Linked DNA regions of Mus musculus: regions 1 and 3 are each linked to region 2. The links are chromatin contacts, called in public HiChIP or PLAC-seq maps. All regions are on one chromosome and are shown on one strand. The core of a region is the stretch at or near the end of the contact, and the rest is flanking DNA. Distances in the headings are between cores, read along the strand shown. Region 1 has its middle 15 kb from the start of Gm41303. Region 2 has its middle 23 kb from the start of Gm35019. Region 3 overlaps Ncald (neurocalcin delta).

Region 1 (3,843 bases), core at 778-3,277, 670 kb after region 2:
CGAGGGTGGGGGGCTCTGCACCTAGGTCTTGCTGCATGCAAAGGAGATCTCCCTTCGTGTCAGTACATAAAGCATACGTAAAGGCAAGGTCACGCACGCCGCCAAGGGCACCACCGCCCAGGGTTCCATAGAGCTCCCAGGGACAGTCAACTCAGTTGTTCTTTATTTACAAATACAGGAACCGTCCCAGCTGTGTTTCTGATTGTCCTCACGGTCTGACGTTGAAGCTTTCAGTCACTGCTCATTGCGGCTTCTTGGGGCAGATTCCGTGACTCACAGGCTGTGGGATTCCTTAGCTCACATATCTTTCTGTCTTTTAGTCCTGTGCCTCAGACCACGAAGATGCTCTAACCCCATGTTTGTACAGCAAACAAACATCTCCCTTCCCCACGATCCACATTGTTTTTGATCGCTCAAACTGACTTATTCAAATGCAGTTTTAAGTAAAGGCAACAGACAAAATGCAGTTCTCTGTGATTCTCTGTTCTAAAGCCACCACAACGCTGACTCTCATCTTTCCTCCAGAGCTCCAAAGAGACTCGAATGGCTGTTTGTTTACTTAATGTGTGAGGGGTTCCAGGACCAGAGTGGGAGACAAGTCTCTCTCCCCCACATCCATTCCTTCTCTGGGATGCCACCATGCTTGCCAGAGGGCAGGGGGCTGGTCCCCTCTCTTGATGGAGTGTGCACACTTGATGGTTTTACAGCCAACCATCCTGACTTAGATGAGAGGGAAGACAGCAGAAATCATCCAGGGCATCGCAAGGTCTGAAATGACTGTCCTAATTGGACAGATACAACTCAAGCTCCTCTCAAGGCTCTGGCTTCCTTGACTTCCAGTATCTTCTTAAACTGAATGCTCAGAGCTAGCTGCTTCTTATCCACAGGGAGGGCACACCACCATCTGCTATTCTAACTGCCAGTGAGATGAGAAACTCTTCCAGTCCACAGTCACTAGTGTAGGGTTGGCTCCTGTCAGGTGCTGGCTTGACCATGTTGTACCAGCATATGAACCAAGCTAGTGGATTTCAGCCTTCACTGCACTGTTTTTGTCAGGTGGTAAATTTAGAGAAGAAGGAGGAGGGGGATGGGGGAGAGGAAGAGGGGGAGGGGGTGAGGGAGGGGGAGGGGAAGAAAAAGAAGGCATCCAGGCTCTGCCCCAGAGATCAGCATTCGATGGGTATAGGTAAAAGCATTTAGCAAAAAGCCCTTTGGAAGAGGTTATAGACTTCAGACATTTAGAATGTAGGCACTCTGGAGATCTATAATCTGTTTTAGAAGATCTATTGTTTGGTGGTCTCGAATTAATTTGATTTTATAAAATATATAATATGTAAATATATAAAATATAATATATAGGTTATTAATATATAGAAATAACATGAAATATATAAAATAATATAATATTATATATTAATTAGAGTTTCTATGTAGCACTGGAAGAAGTTAATAGGAATTTGAAGGAAAGGGGCAAGAAGGAGAATGACGATGTCACATAAGTGCTTCAGACACCACCTGATCTAGGAAGTACTCAATAAAGAGTATCTGTTGGGCTGTCCGTGTAGCTCGATGGTGGGAAGCTTGTATTCGGGCTCACCTTTCATTGGCTAAACAAAACACATATGGACAGAAGAGCAGGTGTGACCTCCCTCATGCTGGAAGTTGGGGAAAACTACTACTCAGGTAAAAATCTAGACATGGAGCCACTCCCTCATCCAAGGAGCTCTTATCTTTTGTTCTTTTGGGGATTTTTTTTTTTTTTTTGAGACAGGGTTTTCCTGTGTAGCCCTAGCTGTCCTGGAACTCACCCTGTAGACCAGGCTGGCCTCAAACTCACAATGATCCACTAACTCTGCCTCCTGAGTGTTGGGATTCAGTTGATGTACCACCACCACCAAGCAAGGAGCCCCCTCGAAAGCCCCGGTTTGGATTTTGGTTTTGTTCTTGTGTGATGAAGCTCATACACTGTGGTACTCCTCAGAGTGGAGCCACACCTCCTAGCTTCCTGCTGCAAAACAACCAGTGAGTTCGCAATCCTGAGAGACGTGCAGGATGTTCTAGGATTCTCTTAACACAATGTCCGCCTTGCTCTTCTGTGGTTCTGCTTTTTCCTGTTCAGAGTGCTAACTACTAAAGAAGTCACTGTTACTCACAAAAACAATCACTAGTTACAGACACATCCTGTAAATTCATTCTTGCCACATCTGCTTATAGCCCCAAGCTGTTCTTAAGTAACAAGAAAAAGCAGATACAATCCTCTTGGAGTGGTAATCTCAACCTCCAGGTATCTTAAAACAAGACACCATTGCTGTTCTTAAGAGAGACTCTCTAGGCTGGGCACATGGATGGGACAAACCTTTACTCCCACACTTGGAAGGCAGGGGAAGGTAGAGCCCTAGGAGTTCCAGGTCAACCTGGTCTACAGAGAAAGTTCCAGAACAGTCAGGACTGCACAGAGAAACCCTGTCTCAAACACACGCAGAAAGAGAATCAAAGAGAGAGACAGAGACAGACGGAGAGACAGACAGAAGGAGATAGACAGAGAAAGTCTCTCAAACTCACCATCCCCCTGCTTCAGCTTCTAGAGTGCTGATACAACAAGCCTATACAGTTTCTCACTGATATGGACGATAAAATGGAAGTCAATTATTTTACTTGTTCAAGAATAGGACATAGTGGGCTGGAGAGATGGCTCAGCGGTTAAGAGCACCGACTTCTCTTCCGAAGGTCCTGAGTTCAGATCCCAGCAACCACATGGTGGCTCACAGCCACCTGTAATGAGATCTGACGCCCTCTTCTGGTGTGTCTGAAGACAGCTACAGTGTACTTATGAATAATAATTAAATCTTTGGGCCAGAGCAAACAGAGACTGAGGGAGTGGGGTTGACCGGAGGGAGCAGAGGTCCTAAATACAATTCCCCACAACCACAATAAAGGCTCACAACCATCTGTACAGCTACAGTGTACTCATATACATAAAAATAAATAAAATACATCTAAAGAAAAAAGAATAGGACATATTTTTTAAAACATAGGTGTGTGTGTCTCTGTATGTGTCTGTGTGTGTCTCTATGTGTATCTGTTTGTGTATGTATGTGTCTGTGTGTATATCTGTATGTGTCTGTGTGTGTGTGTGAGTATGTCTGTGTGTGTATCTGTATGTGTCTCTGTGTGTGTCTGTATTTGTCTGTGTGTATATCTGTATGTGTCTCTGTGTGTGTCTGTATTTGTCTGTGTGTGTATGTCTGTGTGTGTATCTGTATGTGTCTGTGTGTGTGCACATGTGTGCGCATGTGTGCTGGTACCCAGAGAGGCCAGAAGAGAGTGTCAGATCCTCTGGAGCTGGGTTACAGGTGGTTGGGAGCCTCCCTGTGTGAGTGCAGGTAACTGAACTCAGGTTACCAGGTGCACCTGTTAAGACTTTGTAGGCTAGGCTGTTTCCTTGTTGCTCTTTCCAGCTGAGAGCATCTTGGAAAGATCTCAGCTCCTAACCGGTTAAGAGCAATATTTAATATTTCACTTTCTTGAAACGAGCAGGTAGCAGGCTGGATCAACCAAGTGACGTGGCCAGGCTTATGGTAAACATGTGACTGAGAGAGCGTAATCATCATGTCTTTTGATCACTCTCAGTACTGCCTTTCCATCGCACTCAATGGCCTGTTTGGGCTGTTTATGGTCCTGTGTGTCTGAGCGACTGTAACAGAAGGTGACACTGGGAAGTTGCATCCTTACATTGATCACCCAGAGCCACAAGCAGGTTGAATTCTTGGCATTTTTATTAATGAGCTGTGTGGGATCAGGTGCACTATTTACACACCCGCTCCCCAACTCTTATCTAGAAGA
Region 2 (4,131 bases), core at 654-3,153:
TTCACAGTGGCAAAATAGATCTGAACCACCCTGCTCAAGGCTGGGAGAGGCTACATATAGTAAAGCTTTGCACACCCCAAAATGATTTTGGGTTAAAGGCATTAACACACTTTCCAGAATGCTGAATGTATAGGTTAGACAGAGATTTATTTTAGCACAATGAGAAGCAGTTTTCAAGTTTATATTTAAAAACAACCAATGGATAATTAAAATATTGAAGTTGTGATTATAACATTAACAGTAGTTTACCAGAACTAGATTAATAGTGCATTAGAACTCTGTTGATTAATGTTAAAACTTTGAACTTATGAATTCTTAATATAGCAGTAGCACAGAGAGGGGGAAAATCTGGAACATTTTTTAAAAAATATAGCTTAAAACACTTCATTAGACCTTTACAACTTGTATTTATATACCTTAGAATATTTTAAGACCCCCAGAACTTATATAAACTTTTAAGTTTTTAAAAATCTAATTATTTGCCATGAGACACAGTTCGGACATTACTGACAACAGTCATTATAAAGCAAATTAATTTAAAGGAACATTAAAAAGCTACTTTGAGGGGCTGTCCAGATAACTCAGCAGTTAAGAGCACTGACTGTTTTTCCAGAGATCCTGAGTTCAATTCCCAGCAACCATATGGTGGCCCACAAACATCTGTAATGGACCCTCTTCTAGTGTGTCTGAAGACAGCTACAGTGTATCGTGTGTGTGTGTGTGTGTGTGTGTGTGTGTGTGTGTGTATGTGTGTGTGTGTAGTATTTTTTAAAAACTTACTTTAAAATGTGTTTTGTGAATTTATCTCTATTTGGAGTCTGGTCGCAAGGTAAACTGTCTTTCTCAGCTGAGTCTCAGGGTAAAGAAGACCTGGTTATTATGTATGAAGGAAACTGAGCAGGCAGTTCGTGCCTTGGGGAAGTGGCTAGTATGCTTGCTGCTGTTAAAGCTACAGATCTCAAACCATCAGAGATCTGAGAAAGATAAACTATAGCTGGAAGTATAATCTAACTGGCCTATGAATCAATTAAAACAACTGAGACCCATTACCTAGGTTACCGTAGGCTCTGGTGATTTCCACAGTTTTTCTGGGGGCAGTGGTTGTAGGTCTTCAGCTGTCATACAGGACAGCATTTAATCTTCAGGTGACTACAGAACAGCATTGGCCTATGGCTGTCAGACCCAGGTCTTTTTCCTATAGAGAGATTTTTCCTATAGAGGAACTTGGAGAAATTGACTTGACATTGACCAGGTAGAGTAGGGCAATCAACCCAAAAATATCCACAGTTTGGGCAGAGTCCTGGTGGCAGGTGAAGTGTGAGCCAATGGTTAGTGTTACCATAATCCAGGTAGAGTCATTGCGCCCAATATGTCTTCCTTAGAGACCATGGGATTCCCATTAGGAAGGGGCCTGTCTATTATGGAAAACTTGAACATCTTAAATGCCATGTGCAGCAGATCTCTAAAGAGTCTGAGGGCTGTTATTTTTTTCATAACATGTCCATCTACAATAGCCTCCCCTGGGTGTGGGGGCAAGAAGGAAGAGTTAATAAAGGAAGCATATCCATTTATTTTTGTCTTTTTAAGTAAAGAAATGTAGTTCAGATTAAACTCTAAGCAAAATGGCCAAACAGAGAACTGATATGACCTGGCGTTTGGATGGAATGAAGCCTATAGTGTGCCCTGACACTTGTGGACCGTTGCGTTAATCACTTGTCCATCAATGTGACAAAATTCCCAGGCAAAGTCAACTTAAAGGAGGGAAGATTGAACTCTGCTCATGGCTTTGGAAAGGTTTGGTCAATGGTTGCATGGCTGGCTGCTGTGGGCTTATGTTAAGGCAGAGCAGCGTGAGAAGGAGTTTGTGGTGGAACAAAGCCTCATTGGCAGCCAAGATCAAACCTCAGCCTTCAACGGTACATCCCCAGTGACCACTTCCTCCAGCTGTTAAGGAAGGCTTTTCTTCAACAGTCTGTGGAACTATGAACTCTGCTCTACAAAGTCTTACAGCAGCCTTGTAAGTCAGGCATTAGTATTCTACTGAGTATAAATGAAGATCCATCCCTGAGGTTCAGGGATGTTGAAAAAGTTGTCCAGAGTCACATAGCAAGTAGCAGGTGTCTGTTTGAAGGCACATACTTAACTTGAGCCTCATTATCCCACTGGCTAAGTTAGAACCCCATGGTCCAATCACTTCTTAATGGCCCCACCTCTGAACGTTGTTACTGGGGACATTTCATATTCAAACTATAATACTTCAGTCTTATAGCAACTGAGTCAAAATAACCAGGAAAAACTCATTCCTCTTTCAGGAAATGTACCTATGAGTTCTAATTAGTCATGTGATGTCATTTACTAGTTGTCTTAGCTGAGATTTCTATTGCTGTGATGAAACACCATGACCTAAAGAAAAAGGGAAAGAAAGGGCTTATTTAGCTTATTCCTGCACATCACTGTTCATCACTAATGGAAGTCAGAACAGGAACTCAAACAGGGCGGGAATTTGAAGGCAGGAGCTGATGCTGCTTACTGGCTTGCTTCCCCTGGCTTGCTCAGCCTGCTTTCTTATAGACTCAGGAACACCAGTGCTGGGATGGCCCTACCCTCCATGGGCTGAGCTCTCCCCATGAGTCACTAATTAAGAAAATGCCCTGTTGGCTTGCCTACATCCTGGTCTGATGGAGGCATTTTCTCAGTTGACTTCCTCCTCCCAGATAACTAGTTTGTGTCAGGTTAACATAAAAGTTAGGAAGGACACCAACCCATATTTTCTATTTTGTTGGGCTAGTAAACTCCGGATCACTATGATTAAGTCCCTGCCACTACACATTTCTGACCACCAGTCCCTCAAAAACCAAAAACCAAAAACCAAAGACCAACAACCAAAAACCAAAAAACAACAGAACTATACTTTGTGCTTCATCATCTGAGTATGCAAATGAAACACTTTGGGAGCAATTTGATTTAGAAGCAACATTTTTGGATGGATGTAAATTTATCTTTTCTCTTGAGAGAACCCTACAAAGTTACAAAGTTTGGCAAATTTATCCAAGAAGGAAATACAAAATGATTTTGGAGGCAGTTTCCCTGTGGCATCGTTATTAGGGAGCAGATGCCTTATCTGCCTAAATGAGGACAAAGAATGCTTCCAGTTAATGAGACCACAGATTCCAGACACTTCTCAGTGAGAATGCAAACAGTTTGATTATGAAGACACTTACTGCTTTGTGTGTGACTCTATGGTGCCTATTGAATTTAATTGAAAAACAATTAGGATTGTAATACCCAGATTTTTTTTTCTAAACTCTTTTAAATAAAGCACTAAATCTCTAGTCAGTTGGTTAATGATACTGATCATATTGTTTGAAATCAGAAATCTAGGACATAGAGGCACTCTGGGAGTATTTGTAAAGATTACCATCCTCTCTCAGCCTGTGGATTGCTTCATGATCGAACCACACGTATACCTCCTCAGTTCTCCCTATGCCGTGGCTCCACATGATAGGGGGAGGGGGTAGAGGTATGTTGTGTCCGGCCAGCGGATCACACGTCTGGGTTCTAGTCTGGAAAGGCATCTTGGAAACCTGGAAGAGAAGAGGGGCTAGGTGGCACGAGAGGAAGATGTAGCTAAGACAGTCATTCTGATCAAAGCTCAATTTTTTATTTCCGACACTCAGTTATGAAGGAGGGGGAGGGGCCCGATTCCCGCCAAATAATCCTGGAGTCCAGTAGCAGGGTGACCACGTGTATGACTCCGGAACAGCAAAGCGGCAGGTTCCAGCAGTGGGCATGGCAGAACGATTGAGTGATTGAGCGGCAAGCTCCACCAGTGAGCAAGCAGGTTTCAGGCTGGGGAGGGGAGGCTACAGAGGTGGAAGTGCTGATGCTGACATTTGATGATACAATTCCCAGGTTGTATGACCTCATTATATATTTGATACAACCACACAAATAAGGGCTGTTATTAATCCCATTTTACAGAGGACGGAATTGGAGATCACTCAGAGAGATTAGGTTGTTCGTAGTCACAAGGCTGGTGAATGGCAGACTCAGGTATGTTTGACTTCAAAGACTCTTGCGATCATTTTACATAAAAAATACTGATATAATCTGGGAAGAGGTCTCAGTGAG
Region 3 (4,013 bases), core at 491-2,990, 510 kb after region 2:
TGTGGGCCAGGCTGCTGGATGTCAGCCATGGGTGTGATCTGTGAGAGCCACCTGGGCACAAAGGAACAGAAGCATGTGGACTCTGGAGCTGGTCCCAGTCTCAGGGGAAAGCCTTATTTTCTAGGCCCTTCTATCCTCCCATGTTATCTCTACTCCTTCCTCAGAATAGCATGGCTCCTCTGAAGCAGAAATAAAAGGACCCAAGAAGCCATTGAGTCAGGATAGGCCTTCCCCAGAAGGCTGGATCCAGTGTGTAGTTGGAGTATGTCAAAAGGCTCAATGCTTCTTACCAACCCCAACAGCTTTCATCCCAACCTGCTTGAGAGGTCGTATGAGCATGCTCCAAGATGCTGAGTCCAAGTGAAACCCCCAAGTAGTGGGAAGCAAGTAGAGGGTTGGAGTGAGTGGTCAGCAGGTTACTATTGAGTAGAGGGTGCTGTCCCAAAGCAAAATGTAACTAGCAGATGTGCAAGCCAAGTGGAAAGGAAAGTTGTACTTCAAACAAAATAGACAAGTCTGGTATGGTGACTCAGGACAACCACAAGCTTGAGGGCAGCCTGGGCTACATAAGGAACCCTTATCTATGAAATAAGTAAATAAATAGGAGTTCTGCATGTCAGGCTGCCAAGTAGGATACAGGAGGCCCAAGCAATTGAGAAATAATGGCTTCTTTTTGGCATATCTATGTCTGCATGCAATATTTGGGACATATTTATGCTAAGGAGTTGCTTGTTATTCAGTTGAAATTCAAAGTTAATTTAGCATCCTTATTTTTCTTGCCGAATCTTGAAATGTTATCCAGAAATGGTACCCAAGTCTTCAGTGCTCAGTCAAGGCTGACCCATGCTGTCCAAGGCTTCACAGCTCTTTAAACAAACACGTATTTACTATTTATGGGCATGTCCTTGCATACCTGTGTGAATTTATTCGAACCACATATATGCACAACAGAGGTCACAGTTCCCTGAACTGGCTCCAGGTGGTTATGATCTACCCAATGTGAGTGCTGAGAATCAAACACTGGCCTTCTGCCCGATGAGTAAGTGCTCTTGACCACTAAGCCATTTCTCCTGCCAACTCACTTTTAAAACGTAAATTTTATTTTCTTTATTATTACTGTGCATAATGTTACATGTATTATTACATGACCTGGTGCATACATGGAGGTCAGAAGACAACTTAATGGAGTCCATTTTCCCCCTTCTCCTTTATATAGATTCTAGGGATCAAATTCAGGTGGTCTGGTTTAGGCAGCACATACTTTTACCCATGGAGTCATGTCTCCAGCCCCAGATCTTCACTCTTGATATTTAGCAAGTCTAGTCAGCGGTGTAAAAATGGACCACTCCCTTGTGATATGCATTATAGAAGACTCTGCATAGAGCAAGCCTCTTTCTGCATGCACACGTGGGGTGCCAGGTCCCTGAGAATCTCGGTTTGTGTGGTGCAAGCCAATCTGTTGGCTGTGTTTCCTCTATGAACTTGCATGGCATCCTCTGACATCCTGTTTCCCCTCTGGAGCCTTGATTCTCAGCAGTTTGTTTTGCAAAGTTTAAACAAACATGGGATTGTTTTAACAGTTAATGGACTTGCTGATGTTGAAGCTCAGGTTTTGATAGTCTAGGGAACATAATGGCTTTAAGACCCAATCTCCTCCTTAGAGGAGTACTGAAGGATGAGAGACAAGACACCTTCAGATGTGTGGCTCACAGGCAGTGCCAGGGCTTTTCCACTGGAGATGTTTCTACAGATGGAAGGGCCCTGGCTGGGTTCCCATTCCCAATGGACAGCTGACTACCACTGTCCTGGGCTTTGCTAAAGCAAGATTTGTTTAAATAAAGGAAGCTATGGGGATGGAAGCAGCCAGGGAAGGAGGGGGACAGACTGTTGAACACCCAGGAGACTCTCTGCTTTGGCTCAGGGCTTGGCTTCAGGGCCTCAACTCTGAGGCCCCAGTCCCTTCCCACCAGAAGCAGACCTGGCTTCGTGTAAAGCCTGCTCCCATCAGTCTTGTTAGTCAACAGTCTTTGTGTTTCACTGCTAGTCTCTGCCATGAAAAGTCTGTCCCTACATAAGGCAAGTCACTATGGAGTCTGTGTAAGAGGCAGAGAGTACATGTTGAGCTCTAAGTGCTCCATGGCTTGTGGTTTCCAGTGCCTGTGCCTGCAACTTTGATGTGTTTAAGTGGAGCTTTGGCCCCCAAACCCCCATTCTCATCCTGAAGTGCCAGTGGAGGTAGCTTGGAAGAGCAGCTAAGGTGGTACTGAAGTGCACAGGCCTCACGGAGCCTGACAGCCGGGTGCCTGTCCTTGGAAGAACAAACAGGGCTAAGTCTCCAGGAAAGGAAAGAGGACAGAGCTAGGTAAAGGGACCCAGCTGTTCTAGTCCAATTTATCATTGTATGGATCACTTTAACGAGTCACTGTGGAAGTACAGGAATGGGGAAAGCCACCATCACCCATATCTCCACAATGACAGTGACAGAGGACCTTTACTGGAAAACAGTTAGGCAGAAGGATGGGGGGGGGGGCAAAGTAATAGATCTGGAGTCATGAGGAAGCTTTGACTACATAGTGAGGCTCCGTGTCAAAAAATAAATAAAAAAGAAGGAAGGAAGGAAAGGGAGGGAGGGAAGGAAGGAGGGAGGTGGTGCAGTGAGAGAACAAATCCCTGACTTCTTTCTCAAGCCACCTGGGTTGAGGGACCAGTGGGTCACCCTCTGTCTAGCTCACACTCCTTTATTCTCCTGGCTTTGGATGAAGATGCTACTATCTTCAAAAAGTGGTTTAAAAAAAAAAAAGAGCCTACAGTTTTGCTCTGCCCACCTAAGGAGCAGGTTATCTGTGAACCTGAGTACACCAGTGTGGAGTGGCTCAAGAGCCTGGCACACTCAGATGAGCTGGGGCTGCTCTTTTCCCAGGGTGGGTAGAGGCAGAAAGGCTACTAGGGCAGAGATTTAGGCCAGGGTGAGCCAGTACCCTCCCCAAGCCTGGGATCTTGTCTTGGAAGTGGTGTTGAACGGCCCTGTGCACTGAGTCAGGTGGGGGATGTCTGAGTTAAGAGAGAAGTGGGGATCCTGCCTCATGGTCTACCCAGCCTCTACTGAGGAAGCCACAGGCTTCTGTTGCTCCCAACACTGGCCGGCACTCATTCACCCTCTTGTTTCCTAGGAAAGCTCTCCCTGGAAGAATTCATCCGAGGGGCCAAAAGCGACCCATCCATTGTGCGTCTCCTGCAGTGTGACCCCAGCAGTGCCGGCCAGTTCTGAGCCCTGCACCCCCAGGACGCTACAGCTGCTTGTGTCCCTCCTGATTAGCTTTTAAACTTACTTCGGTTTTTGTTTTTGCCAAACAATATTGATGGTGACACTGTGCCCTCTTCAGTCAGATGTGCCCTCCTGTGACACTTTTGCCCCTTGCTTCTTTCATGGTGGATGTGAATGCCCAGAGCCCACGTGCTTGTGGAGAGCATGCACAGACTTCGTGGTGTTCCCCAGTGGATGGCTTTTTTAATCATCTTTTTTTTCCCCTTTGATTCTAATGTCTCTATCTTAAAACCTAAGCCCTGAGGGGCAAGACAAGGGAAGTACATTCAGCCCGGGGCTTCTTCTGCAAGCTTCCAGGGGCTTTGTTTGAAATACAAAACTCCTACCCTGGGTCTGTTGTCACACATGCCCTGGGAGCTAGAGCAGACACCTGAGGCTAAGTTTTTAAAGAACAGGTTACCCTCTGGGGAGAGGCTATTAAAGGCAGCTGGGACATTTCCCCCCAGAGGCCACTCCCTCTCACCCCAGCAGGCTGTAATTTCTAAGCTGTGAACTTTTCAAGGTAAATTAACAGAGATGGGAAAAGATGGCTCAGCTGTTTGTTTTGTTTTGTTTTGTTTTGTTTTTCTCCCACAGGTTTACATAGTTGAGCTAATACAAGTTTCTTTAAAAAAAAAAAAAATCAAACACATATTCAAATGCCAGACCCATCTTGCTGCCTACTGGTGATTTATAAAAGACTGCTGTA

The links. HiChIP or PLAC-seq counts read pairs in DNA pulled down with a chosen protein or histone mark.
Region 1: an H3K27ac HiChIP or PLAC-seq map of T-cell acute lymphoblastic leukemia shows a contact between it and region 2, with 4 times the contacts expected there. The contact joins two enhancer-like sites. A contact is called at or near these places in 1 of 115 datasets of contacts at active chromatin or transcription factors (T-cell acute lymphoblastic leukemia) and 1 of 9 other capture datasets (adipose tissue).
Region 3: an H3K27ac HiChIP or PLAC-seq map of T-cell acute lymphoblastic leukemia shows a contact between it and region 2, with 5 times the contacts expected there. The contact joins two enhancer-like sites. A contact is called at or near these places in 7 of 39 promoter capture datasets (the C10 cell line, cranial neural crest, frontonasal cranial neural crest and 4 more), 1 of 115 datasets of contacts at active chromatin or transcription factors (T-cell acute lymphoblastic leukemia) and 1 of 9 other capture datasets (embryonic stem cells).

What each region holds. Positions count from the first base shown.
Region 1 is chr15:37,212,020-37,215,862 of GRCm38.p6, reverse strand. No RefSeq gene overlaps it. Among named protein-coding and RNA genes, the nearest start is that of Gm41303, 15 kb to the right of the region's middle. Within about 2 kb of position 2,027, at least 4 of the 459 cell types and tissues checked have an H3K27ac peak or open chromatin away from gene starts, as enhancers often do. A contact at or near this core is called in T-cell acute lymphoblastic leukemia, where this site is marked.
Region 2 is chr15:37,883,098-37,887,228 of GRCm38.p6, reverse strand. No RefSeq gene overlaps it. Among named protein-coding and RNA genes, the nearest start is that of Gm35019, 23 kb to the left of the region's middle. Within about 2 kb of position 1,903, at least 18 of the 459 cell types and tissues checked have an H3K27ac peak or open chromatin away from gene starts, as enhancers often do. A contact at or near this core is called in T-cell acute lymphoblastic leukemia, where this site is marked.
Region 3 is chr15:37,368,083-37,372,095 of GRCm38.p6, reverse strand. Ncald (neurocalcin delta) reads left to right here. Exons shown (of 4, transcript NM_001170868.1): 4 at 3,171-4,013. The coding sequence ends at 3,268. Among named protein-coding and RNA genes, the nearest start is that of 4930447A16Rik, 55 kb to the left of the region's middle. Within about 2 kb of position 1,740, at least 8 of the 459 cell types and tissues checked have an H3K27ac peak or open chromatin away from gene starts, as enhancers often do. A contact at or near this core is called in T-cell acute lymphoblastic leukemia, where this site is marked.